2 separate regions of the Neogale vison genome follow, and region 2 is linked to region 1. The links are chromatin contacts, called in public Hi-C maps. All regions are on one chromosome and are shown on one strand. Each heading gives the region's core, a stretch centred on a gene start, on an enhancer-like site or on the middle of the called end of the contact. The rest is flanking DNA. Distances are from core to core; before and after follow the strand shown.

What was found. A called contact is a pair of places that touch in the nucleus more often than the background predicts.
Region 2: a Hi-C map of muscle shows a contact between it and region 1, with 4 times the contacts expected there. The contact joins the promoter of NANS here to the promoter of TBC1D2 in region 1. A contact is called at or near these places in 2 of 3 Hi-C or Micro-C datasets (fibroblasts and muscle).

Annotation. Positions count from the first base shown.
Region 1 is chr9:32,513,957-32,519,585 of ASM_NN_V1, reverse strand. It overlaps TBC1D2 (TBC1 domain family member 2A), which reads right to left and starts at 2,264. Exons shown (of 13, transcript XM_044265275.1): 1 at 1,717-2,264. The coding sequence starts at 2,091.
Region 2 is chr9:32,686,970-32,692,598 of ASM_NN_V1, reverse strand. It overlaps NANS (sialic acid synthase), which reads left to right and starts at 3,358. Exons shown (of 6, transcript XM_044265282.1): 1 at 3,358-3,563. The coding sequence starts at 3,432.

The DNA.
Region 1 (5,629 bases), core at 1,015-3,514:
TAACAATTTCCCACAGCCCACAGGACAAAGTCCAAGGTCCCAGGCCTAACTCACAAATGCTCTATGCTTGGGCCTCAGCTCTCCCACTCCATCTTTTGGGCCCCTCTGTAACCCAGGCTCCTGTGATTGGCCAGGACACTGTTTCCTGTCTTTGTTCATGGGGCTCTCATGGCCAGGAATACTCTCCCTCTTATCTATTCGTGGAAAACCAAACCCGTTTTTCAGACCTCAGATGTCATTTTCTTCTCTATGCTTCCCTCCTGGGTAGACTCTTCCACTCAGCAGAACCACACTTGGCTGGTACAGACTTATCAGAGCGTCTCTACAGAACATTTCACTGTTGTGTGCTAGTCAATCTCTTAATTCCCTCAGCAGACTGTAAGCTGTTTGAGAACCAGGGGGGCAGATCTGATTAGGCTCCATGCCCCAGGGCTTAGCACAGAACCAGGCACACACACGGATCAAGGGAACAGTAAAAGACAGGTGCTGGAGATCCAGTAGACAGCACTCAGCCTGTGTGGGAGGGGATGCATCCGTAAACCACATGACCTCCAAAATGCCTGCCTTCCCCGGCCTGGAATTCCAGGTTTGCCTTATTTTATCTGATTTCCCCAGCCTGGTCACCAGCCAGGCCCAGCCATTAAAGGGGAACTGAAACTACAGGCTATATCCAGGGGCTCAGCAGATGCCCAGTTAGCTGGAAGTGGGGGTGGAGAGGTGGGAAGACAGGGTGGGGCTGGGGAGGCTGTCTGCTGGCACAGTCTTCTCGGATGAATGCGAATCCCAAAACTCTGAACCCAGATTTGTCTTTCCACTCAAGTTCTGGGGCACCTCCTCTTGACATGCACATTATGACCATGGTTCTATCACCTTGTGGGGTCATTAAACAGGAATTTATTGAGCACCCACTAGGTGCTAGGCTGTATCTAGATGCTGGGATTAATTCAACAATTTGCAGGTGCCAGATGCTTACACACCTTGTTTTAAATCTCACAAACTACCTAGATTCTGAGAGGTTAAGTAGTTTGGACAGGGTGACACAGCTAGTAAGTAGCTGATGTAGAATTTGAATCCAAGCCTGTCTGTTTTTAAAGCACATGGCTCTCCCAGTTAAAGGTGAAAATAAAACAAAACCAACTGATGGTAAAACACGTTAAGACATGCCTCTATGAACATTCTAGGCTGATCCAAGAAACCCAAGTATTTTATCTCCTAGTTCCGCCAAAGTTTGCTAAGCATTCCGTCCCCTTGGCCAAAATAACAAGAAAAGTGATTCAGAATCTGGGCCATGAGAGGATTGCACAGCTCGTATCTTGGCTATATTTCAGCCCCAAGTAAGAAAGTTAAGGGTGACCAAAAAGTAAAAGTTTTGGTACAGTACTGAGAGGTGGAGAGACTCAGGGATTCCAAATGTGGGTTACACCATTCTGGAGATGCATGACCTCTGGCTGGTCACTTCATCTCTCCAAGACTCAGTTTCTCGATTCTAGTATGGGTACATCATCCCCACCTTTGTCGCCTTTGTCTGGGAACCCAGTGAGGAAATGGGTGTGACTCCGTTTTGGAATGCACTAATCCCTGGCCACCCAGGGTTCACTAGGGGAGATCAAGGTCTGGGATCCTTGTTCCAGTGAATTTACTGTGACCACTCACACGTGCCCGCCCGTGCCCTAGGAACTCACCCTGGCTGAAAACGGAAAAAACTGCCCCATTTACCTTCAGAGTAATAACCCGGCTAGGAGTCTTGATTTCAAAAGTCCCCTCCTCGGCGTCTGCCTTGCAGTCAAAGACCGCACTGGAGAGGTCGATGCTGTCCAAGGGATTGGCATCCTGCGCGGTCCGCGAATAATACAAGTGACATTTCTTCTCGTCGTAGAAGAACCAGCGGGATTTCCAGCCCCGGAGGGGCCCCTTGCCGCCAAATTTACTCAGATAGCCACAGAGTTTTTTGGGGGCCGCGTCCAAGGGACGGGCGCAGCCCTCCGACTCCTCCCGAGGCAGCACCTCGGGGCTCCTGGCCGAGCCGGCAGGCTCTTCGGAGCTGGGAGCGGAGGAGCAACACTCTGCGGGGTTCTCGTGGGCGCCCTCCATCGCCGCTGGAGACCGCCAGACCGATTGGAGGCCAGCAGCCAACTCGGGCCAAAACTCGGAGACTCTGGGGGTGCTTCCCAAGAAGGAGAAATCTGGGCGGGGGCGGAGCCAGTAGCGAACCGCCCCCAGGAGACGGCTGGAAAGCGGACCGGGGCGGTTCACCGCGCCTTTGACTGAAAGCCCAAGTGGGGCGGCTGGCCACACCCCGTCCGACCTCACGGCAGTCAGGCCACGCCTTCAACACGCCCCCTGCCAGCACCGCCCATTCCTCCTGTTTCCGGCTTTTACTGCACGCCTGTCAGCTGTCTTTAGTGAGGGAAGCTGCGACGCTAGAGGGGGCCCTCAGGTTGAAGGCGTGGTGTCACTGAGCTAGCTTAGGGGCAGAGAAGCGGGAAGAGACACCTGTCTCTGACTAAGCTGCCTCGATAGCTTGCGTAATAACTTAGAAGGATGGTCCTTCTTGCGCCTTCAGGGCTGTCTTTACCCCCAGGTGCAGGGAAGCTTACCACCGGACGGCGCATTCTCCAGCCATTGGCTGCGAGGGACGCCGGCTCGATGACGCCACTTCCGGCGCAGCTACGGGCGCTCGCGTGTCTGGGGCCCTTCCCGCAGGCTTCCATCCGGAGAGGTTAGCACCTTGGTGACCCTTCGCTGACTGCTGGGGACTCCCGTGCATCTGTCCCAGCTTCTACTCGCCTCCCTCCGCGAGCCGCCCAGGCCCGGCTGCTAAATGATGATGTTAAAATCTTTTTTTTTTTTTATTTTAAGATTTTATTTACTTGACAGAGATCACAAGCAGGCAGAGAGGCAGGCAGAGAGAGGAGGAAGCAGGCTCCCCGCTGAGCAGAGAGCCCGATGCGGGACTCGATCCCAGGACCCTGAGATCATGACCTGAGCCGAAGGCAGCGGCTTAACCCACTGAGCCACCCAGGCGCCCTGATGATGCTAAAATCTTAAATAAAATATTTGCAAACCAGTTCCAGTGTTTTACAAAGAATTATATAGTATATCTAGAAGGAGTTACTTTAGAGATGCAGGGATATTTTAATAACTAGAAAAAAACATTTGTAGTGCAAAAGCAAGCATCTTAATATTTTGTAAAAAGATATTTGATCAAAAAGGTATTTTCTAAAAAGGTGTGTGATCAAATTCAACATCTATTTCTAAAGTTTAAAAATGTATTATTATGGAAATATAGTTGGTACACAGTGTTTCAGTTTCTTAATGAAACAAATAGTACATTGTTCTAGATTTTCTAACTAAACAGTGATCAATATTTGAAAGAATATAATAGTTTCAAATACACAACATAATCTGAAAAAATAGTTTTCCCACTAATACTCCAGGATCTAATCCAGGATTCCACACTTCCGCATCACTTTCCCTTAGTCTCTTCTGAACTATGACGTATTTCATCTTTTACTTTTTTTTTTTTTTTGACCCTGACATTTTTCGAAGGGTATTGGTCAGCTATTTTGTAGAATAATGTGAATTTGGGTTTGTCTGGTGTTCTCTCATGATTAGACTGGGGTGATGGGTTTTGGGGAAGACTACCACGGAAGTGCTCCTCTCATCACATAATATTCAACTGTGTGATATGCACATGGTGATGGTAAACTCCATCACTTAGTTAAGATGGTTTCTGCCAGATTTCTTGTCTATAAAGTCACCATTTTTCCCTTTCAACACTGTTCTTTGGAATAGAGTCACTGAGTCCCCACCACAAGATGCTCCACCTTCTGGCAGGTGTTGGGGTGGGGGCAGCTGATAGGAATTTTTACAGTCTATTAGAATGATTCTAAAGGTCATTTCCAAGAATGAACAGGTGAGAGTGGCCAAATTTTTGAAGAAAAAAGAAAAAGGACTTAGAAAGGATTTGACCTACTAGATATTCAAATTTATTAATTCAACCAAAAAGTATTTTGTGGGTGCCTTCTCCCAGGCATCATTTAAAATACAGGGCCACAGTGATGAACAGGACAAGTCCCAGACCCCACTGAGCTGTCATTCTAGCCCAAGGAGACAGGTCATTTATAGGTAAAAGTATATGATCATGGTGACCTCAGATTCTCATACTTTCTAGGAAGGAAATGAACAGAATGATAAGAACAAAAGACTTTAGTGTTTCTAGCACAGGGACAGGCACATCAGTGAAGCAAATAAGTTCAGAAAAACATACAAATAAGTGTAGGAATAGAGTACAGGGCAGGATTTCTCAACCTTTCTCCCCATTATTATCCCTAGAGGAGCCTTTTCAGACTTTTCCTCTACTCATCACCTCCCATAAAATTTTAATCCCACAGATATAATGTGTATCTCTTTATGTACTGCATGTATGTCTGAGTGAGGATATACATGTGAGGAGCCTACTTCTCCCTGTGCTTGCCACTCCCCTTGCTTGTGCGTGTGCACTCTCTCTGACAAACATAAAAAGAGTAAGATTTTCTTTTGTACCCCAGGAACCAATTTTCAACCCTCTGCAGGTGATGTTGTCCCTATTGAGAACGCATGGTATTGAAATGTTAGATGAAGCTAGAATTTCAAATCAGTGGGGGACATGATGAGCTATTTAAGAAGTTAGTTTAGATATTTACCTAACACTGTATATCAAAATACTGTTTACGTAGGTTAGAAAATTATGCATAAAAATGAAACCATAATGTACATTCAAATGGAATGTTATTCAGCCTGAAATAGGAATAAAATTCTGATATATACTATAACATGAGTGAACCTTGAAAATATTCTGCTAAGTGAAATAAACAAAACCCAAAAGGACAGATATTGTATAATTCCCCTTATATAAGTTACCTAAAATAGGCATTTTGCCTATTACCTAAAATAGGTAATAGAGGTAATTTTAGGTAATAGAATTGTAGAAAATAGAATAGGCAAATTTCTCTGAGGAAGTGTGATAAAAATTACTAGATGTTGGGAGGGAGAAATGAGGAATTACTTTTTAAGGCATACAGAGTCTCCGAGATGATGAAAAACTTCTAGAAATGTATAGTGATGATGATTATAGAATACTATGTGCTTGATGGCACTGACTTTCCACTTAAAAATGGTTAAAATGGTAAATTTTGTTATGTATATTTTACTACAATAAAAAATTTAAGTGAAACCGTAAAATACTCAAAGAAAATAAAGGCAAATATTTATATAATCTTGGATAGAGGGAAGGAAGGACTTTATGAGCACAATATCAAAAAACAGCACACAGGGATGGCTGGGTGGCTCAGTGGGTTAAGTGTCTACCTTTGACTCACGTCATGATGCCTGGGTGCTGGAGGGCTGCTTTTACAGCAAGGAGCCTGCTTCTCTCTGTGCTCGCCACTCCCCTTGCTTGTGCAAACAAAACAAAACAGCACACAGAAAGCGAAAGAGTACTAAACTGACCTTAGAAATATTCCAAATGTGTGTACCACAAAATATCAGAAACTGCCTAAAGACAAGTACAAAAGGAGAAATTTGAAACACATTTATAACACATGATACTGAATTAATATTTATAAGCAGCATGCACAAGTCAGTTCAG
Region 2 (5,629 bases), core at 2,109-4,608, 170 kb before region 1:
GTGTGGGGCTATAGTTTATTGTAAACTATAGGTTACAGAGAAGGACCATACTCTTTCATTACCCATTTTATTCCTGGTGCCTGGTGAGGTGCCTGACACACAGTAGGCACTCAGTAATTATTTGTTGGATGAGTGAAGTCGCATTTAAAAAACGGAGGCTGGGGGCGCCTGGGTGGCTCAGTGGGTTAGGCCGCTGCCTTCGGCTCGGGTCGTGATCTCCTGGGATCGAGTCCCGCGTCGGGTTCTCTGCTCACCGGGGGGCCTGCTTCCCTTCCTCTCTCTCTGCCTGCCTCTCTGCCTACTTGTGATCTCTCTCTGTCAAATAAATTAAAAAAAAAATTGCCTTTTAAAAAAAAAAAAAACAAAAAAAACGGAGGCTTGTATGTTGTGTGCAGAGGTCAAAATCCTCTGAGGGAGGGGCGCCTGGGTGGCTCAGTGGGTTAAGCCGCTGCCTTCGGCTCAGGTCATGATCTCAGGGTCCTGGAATCGAGTCCCGCATCGGGCTCTCTGCTCAGCAGGGAGCCTGCTTCTCTCTCTCTCTCTGCCTGCCTCTCCATCTACTTGTGATTTCTCTCTGTCAAATAAATAAATAAAATCTTTAAAAAAAAAAATCCTCTGAGGGAGTCCGTGGGGGTTGCCTTTCACCTTCCAGAACACCCCGGGTGTGCTGGTGGGCTTACGTTCTCAGGGACAGTATAAAAATGATGTTCACGTTACAGGGATGAGGCCCAAGGTTGAGGAAGCAGGAAGTAGGTGTGGTGAGGGTGTTGACTAGTAAGGGTGCCTGTAAATGGAACAACTGAGAAACTTGGGAGAATCAGACAACTTGGCCCCTTAACCCCAGGGCAGGTCCTTGGCAGCTCGGGTTGGGAAACTTGGGTGGATCAACAATTCACTTCTTCCTCAGAGGAACTTTCCAGAAAGCTGACTTTAAGAGCAACTCAGGCAACAGTCATGTTTGCCTAAGGGACTGAATGTGGCCTGAGTAAACACATGAAGTCAATTATGTCTCAGTATTCAGTCATCTTTCCTATTCTGCACTTGTACATTGAACAAATATTTACTGGCCCCTATTAAGTGCTAAGTTCAGTGCTTGGTGCTAGGGATACAGTAGGAAACGGTCCAGGTCTGTTCTCAAGGAGCTCCTGGCCCTGAAGGACACTTACAGTACATGTGGTATGGTCTGTCTGGTTCACTATGGTATCCCTAAAGCTTTGCCCTGGGTTTAGTGCTGAGTAGGTGGTCCAGATGGTTCCTGACCCAAAGAAGTTCACAGCCTAGAGGGAAGACGGAGGAGACGAGGGGCAGTTACCATAAAAGGTAATACGTGGGCAAATAAGAATCTTATGGGAGCCCACAGAAGATTGTTGGGGAGATCGGAGAAGGTTCTGAGAGGAAGTGACTTCTATACTGATGGGCCAGAAGGTGGTCAGACATGGCTCAGTATGGTGGAGGTGGAGGAGTGGGAAGCCTACAGACTCGGGCAACAGTTTATATGCCAAGTTCTGGAGGTGAAAGACCATGATCCCTCAGGACAACTCAGAATAGTTCAGTGAAACTAGAGCCCAGAATAGCAAAAGATTAGGTAGGAGTCCCAGGTCATAGGAAGCTTTCTAGGAACCAACTTAAGGAAGGGCTTAGCATAGTAGGACTGACCACAGGGGCCTCAGACTTGAGGGGTTTCAGGGTTTCAGGTCCGAGAACTGGGTCTCCATCCTCTCTCCACCTTGGTCCCCATGACCCAGCACTCTGGGTTACCCTAGTTTCTCCAAAACTAAGTTCTTCCTTACCCTCTCCTGCCAGTAACAGGGGGAAGAAAAAGAAAAGAAAAAATCCCAGTTGGTTTTGTTTTTAAGACCTTCCCACGTTCTGTCATCCATTTCTACATACTGAGCACGGCTTTGTTATCCAAGCCGAAAAAGCAACAGAAAGCACTGGAAACTGGCTTTTAAAAAAGGAACGAGCATGAAATGAAAATAGTGTCTTTTCCTCCTTTCTGTAGTAAGATATAGCATTACCTTAATTTACTGAAAGCTTTTATTTAATCACAAATAACATCAGCCTAACTTGCTTTTGTTGGGATGGTTGTATTTTAATTAATTAACAAGATTTTATTTATTTAATTTAGAGAGAGTGAATGCAAGCAAGGGGGTAGGGGTGGTTTAGGGGGCAGAAGGAGAATCTCAAGCAGACTGTGCACTGAGCCTGACAGGGCTCAATCTCGCAACCTCAAGATCATGACCTGAGCCGAAATCAACCACCTTGAGCCAGCCAGGAGATTGTATTTTTACAAGATCATGGCCTCAGCTGAAATCAAGAGTCGGATGGTTAACCAGCTGAGCCAGCCAGGTGATTGTATTTTTAAATGTGATTTCTCCTTTTTTGCTTTTAAACTTAATTTTCCCTCATTCACAAATTACTCAAAACCATAATGGTTTTCTTTAGCACAAGTAGTACTGAGCTACTTTAGTGCTGGGTTTGCTTTTCTCTGGACTCAGGGTCTTTTGCTGAGCCTCTTGGCCTCCCAAGGTGCCCTTCTTCACAACCCCTCAACTCTGGTTCCCTGTCTAGGCCATGGTGCATTTTCCATCTGCTTTTAACACTAAATGTTCCCCAGAAAAGGTCTATTTTAGTCCCTTCTGTTTCATCTTCCTTGGCCAGCGGCTTCCTGATCCCCAAATCTGCTGGTGTCTTTGTTGTTATTCTCCTGGACTACTTTGGGCTTTTGATCCTGTGGGTCTCCCTGCCTTAGGACCACCCTGGTTCTGTCACCTGCTCTAGTCTCTTTTCCATTCCTGCTGAGGCAGCGGCCCAAGCTCATTCCTCGCTGCTCATCCACGCCGTTCATCCGCTTACTGAAACCTTACTACAGGCCAAGCACCGTGATCAGGGTTTTCCATACATCATCTCACGAACCTATATAATTCCCCATTTCGGGGAAAAGGAAAATAACGTTCAGGAAGACTAAAGACTAACGTATTCACGATCAAGAACCGGTTAGTGGCAGCACCTGTGCTCAAAGCAGCTCTAATTCCAACTCCCAAATTCATTTTTTCCATTACACCGCAGGGCGCGCTCTCCCTGAGCCCAAGGCAACCGTCTTCCGCCCTCCATTCCTCTTGGAGAATGTTGGCTCACAGGTGAAGCAGAGAGGCCGCGACCCCCCGGGCCTCGCTACCAGCCCGGGAACCTGGAGCCCCGCTGAAGAGAACCGAGCTTGATTTCCTCGTCCCGCCGCCCCGCCCCGCTCGCGGAAGGCTCCGCCCCTTTCCTCGATTGGCTGGCGGCAGCGAGCTGGGGCCCTCGGATTGGCTGCGCGGCCGCTGACTAACGTGGCGGAGCTGACGTGGCCGGGACGGCGCGTGGTTCCCCACTGGGCCGCGGACAGGACTCGAGGTGGGCGGTGGAGCGCCGAAACGCGAGCCGCAGCGATGCCGCTGGAGCTGGAGCTGTGTCCCGGGCGCTGGGTGGGCGGGCAGCACCCGTGCTTCATCATTGCCGAGATCGGCCAGAACCACCAGGGCGACCTAGAAGTGGCCAAGCGCATGATCCGCACGGCCAAGGTGAGGGCAGAGCCCGGGAGGGAAAGGGCGCCGGCCGGGGGCGGGGGCGGGGCCGAGGGCCGGGGGCGGGGCCGCGGGAGAGCCTGCGGCGGGGAGCGGGGACTGCTGGGCTCTGCTTCTGTCCGTAGCCCGCGCGCGGCCCGACGTCCCGCTCGCCAGTTCCGTTTCTAAATCTCTGGAATCCTGCTCATCCCTCCCCACCCACCTCACTTGTCCGCGTTCCTGCGGTTGCCGCCCAACCCGACCTTTGCCCCCTCCTGGTGGCAGACTAATCTTCCTTAAACAGAGGTTTGGTCAGGTCGTACCCCTGCCTCATACCTTCACTGGCTCCCCATTGTCCACGGGTGGAGTTGAAACCCTTGAACATAGCCTTCAGGACCTTAATGACCTGGTTCCTTCCTGCCTACCATTTTTCGTTTCTGACCTCTTTCAGCGACACTGAGTTACTTCCAGCGAGTTCTGAAGCACCTCTTAGTTGCTGTCGTCTTTTCATTTGTCATTGCTTGTGTTTGGAAAGTGAAACAGTTAAAATGCCAGGGCTCTGGGTTCAAATTCAGCGGCCACCACTCACCAGCTGTGTGAACGTGGGCGGGCTGCTAAACTTACTCTGCGAGCCTCAGTTTCATCATTTGAAGGTCGGGTTGATAGTAGTACTTACCTCAGAGTTGTAAGGCTCAAATGGGATGATTTATTTAAAGCTCTTAGCACAGTACTTGCTGAGGACTCAATAAATGTTAGCTATTAGCAGTAGGAGGTTTAGGAATATTCAGTGCTCCATCTTGGCAAATTTCTATTCCTGTACAGGTCTACTTGGATGCTTTTTCCAATCCTTTCCCACAAGGCTGGCTCTCATTTATCTCTCCTCAAGTTGCATTGTCACTGTCCACGCTTCTTGCTCTCTCTCTTCTGGTTCACTCCGTCTTTTTTCCCCCCTTCCCTTCCGTGAAAGCTGTTCCCCTGTCATCAGTGTGATTAGGTATTTATCTTGTTCTTCTTTCAGGACTAACTTGCTTTTCTGGAAGCCTACTGAATCATAAAAAAATACTTTTAAAGAGTGACAGCTGCACTTAATGGACCAAATGTTTTATTTATTAAAAGATTTTATTTATTTATTTGGCTGACAGAGATCATAAGTAGGCAGAGAAGAAGGCAGAGGGAGAGGGAGAAGCAGGCTCCCCGCTGAGCAGAGAGCCGATGCGGGGCTCCATTCCAAGACTCTGGGATCATGACCCAAGCCGAAAGCAGAGGCTTTAACCCACTGAGCCACCCAGGTGCCCCGGACCAAATGTTTTAAATGCACCATCTCACTTCATTCCTACAACACAACATGGTGGATTCTGTTGGTTTCATTTTAAAGGTTCAGAGAAGTGACTTGTCCAAGGGCACACAGTAAATACTGGAATTTAGAGCTTTGCTCCTAACCAGAGGGTGCTAGCCTTTGTGCTGTAACATTGTTTCTAGGGGGGAAATTCCTGCACATAATTTAGGGAACAACCTGTTTGCGGAGGTGTGACCTCTGAATGCTGAGGTTGTAAAAACACCCAGAGATTTTGAAGCCATAGAAACAAAGCTTTTTTTTTCTTTTTCTCTTAATTTTGGAGTTTGCTTCTGGGGCGAGGGGAGGAGAATGAAGAGGTTGAGCCTGTGGTAGAGTGGAAAGAACACTGGACTGGTGTGAAGATGCCATTTATCAGCTGAATGATCTTGGGCAGGTGACTTTTCCTCACTAGGCTTCAGTTTCATTTATTTTAAAATGTGTGTGTGTTTGTTTTTTAAACTTAAAGTAGTGGAATCTTGTGAAATCCTTGTATTTTAGGATTTTTTAATAAGTCTTTGTTGCCAGATAAAGTCATATTCTCACGTTTAGTTACCCAGAGTAACTCATGCAATGAAATCAATCTATTTGCAGTATTAAAAGTTGAGCTCTTTCGATTATTTTTATTTTCTTACAACAAAATATACTAATATATAAACTATAAATTTATAATTTGTATATATACATACATATATATATATATACAATTTATAAATATACAATTAAAGATTTACTAGCTGAATATAACTTT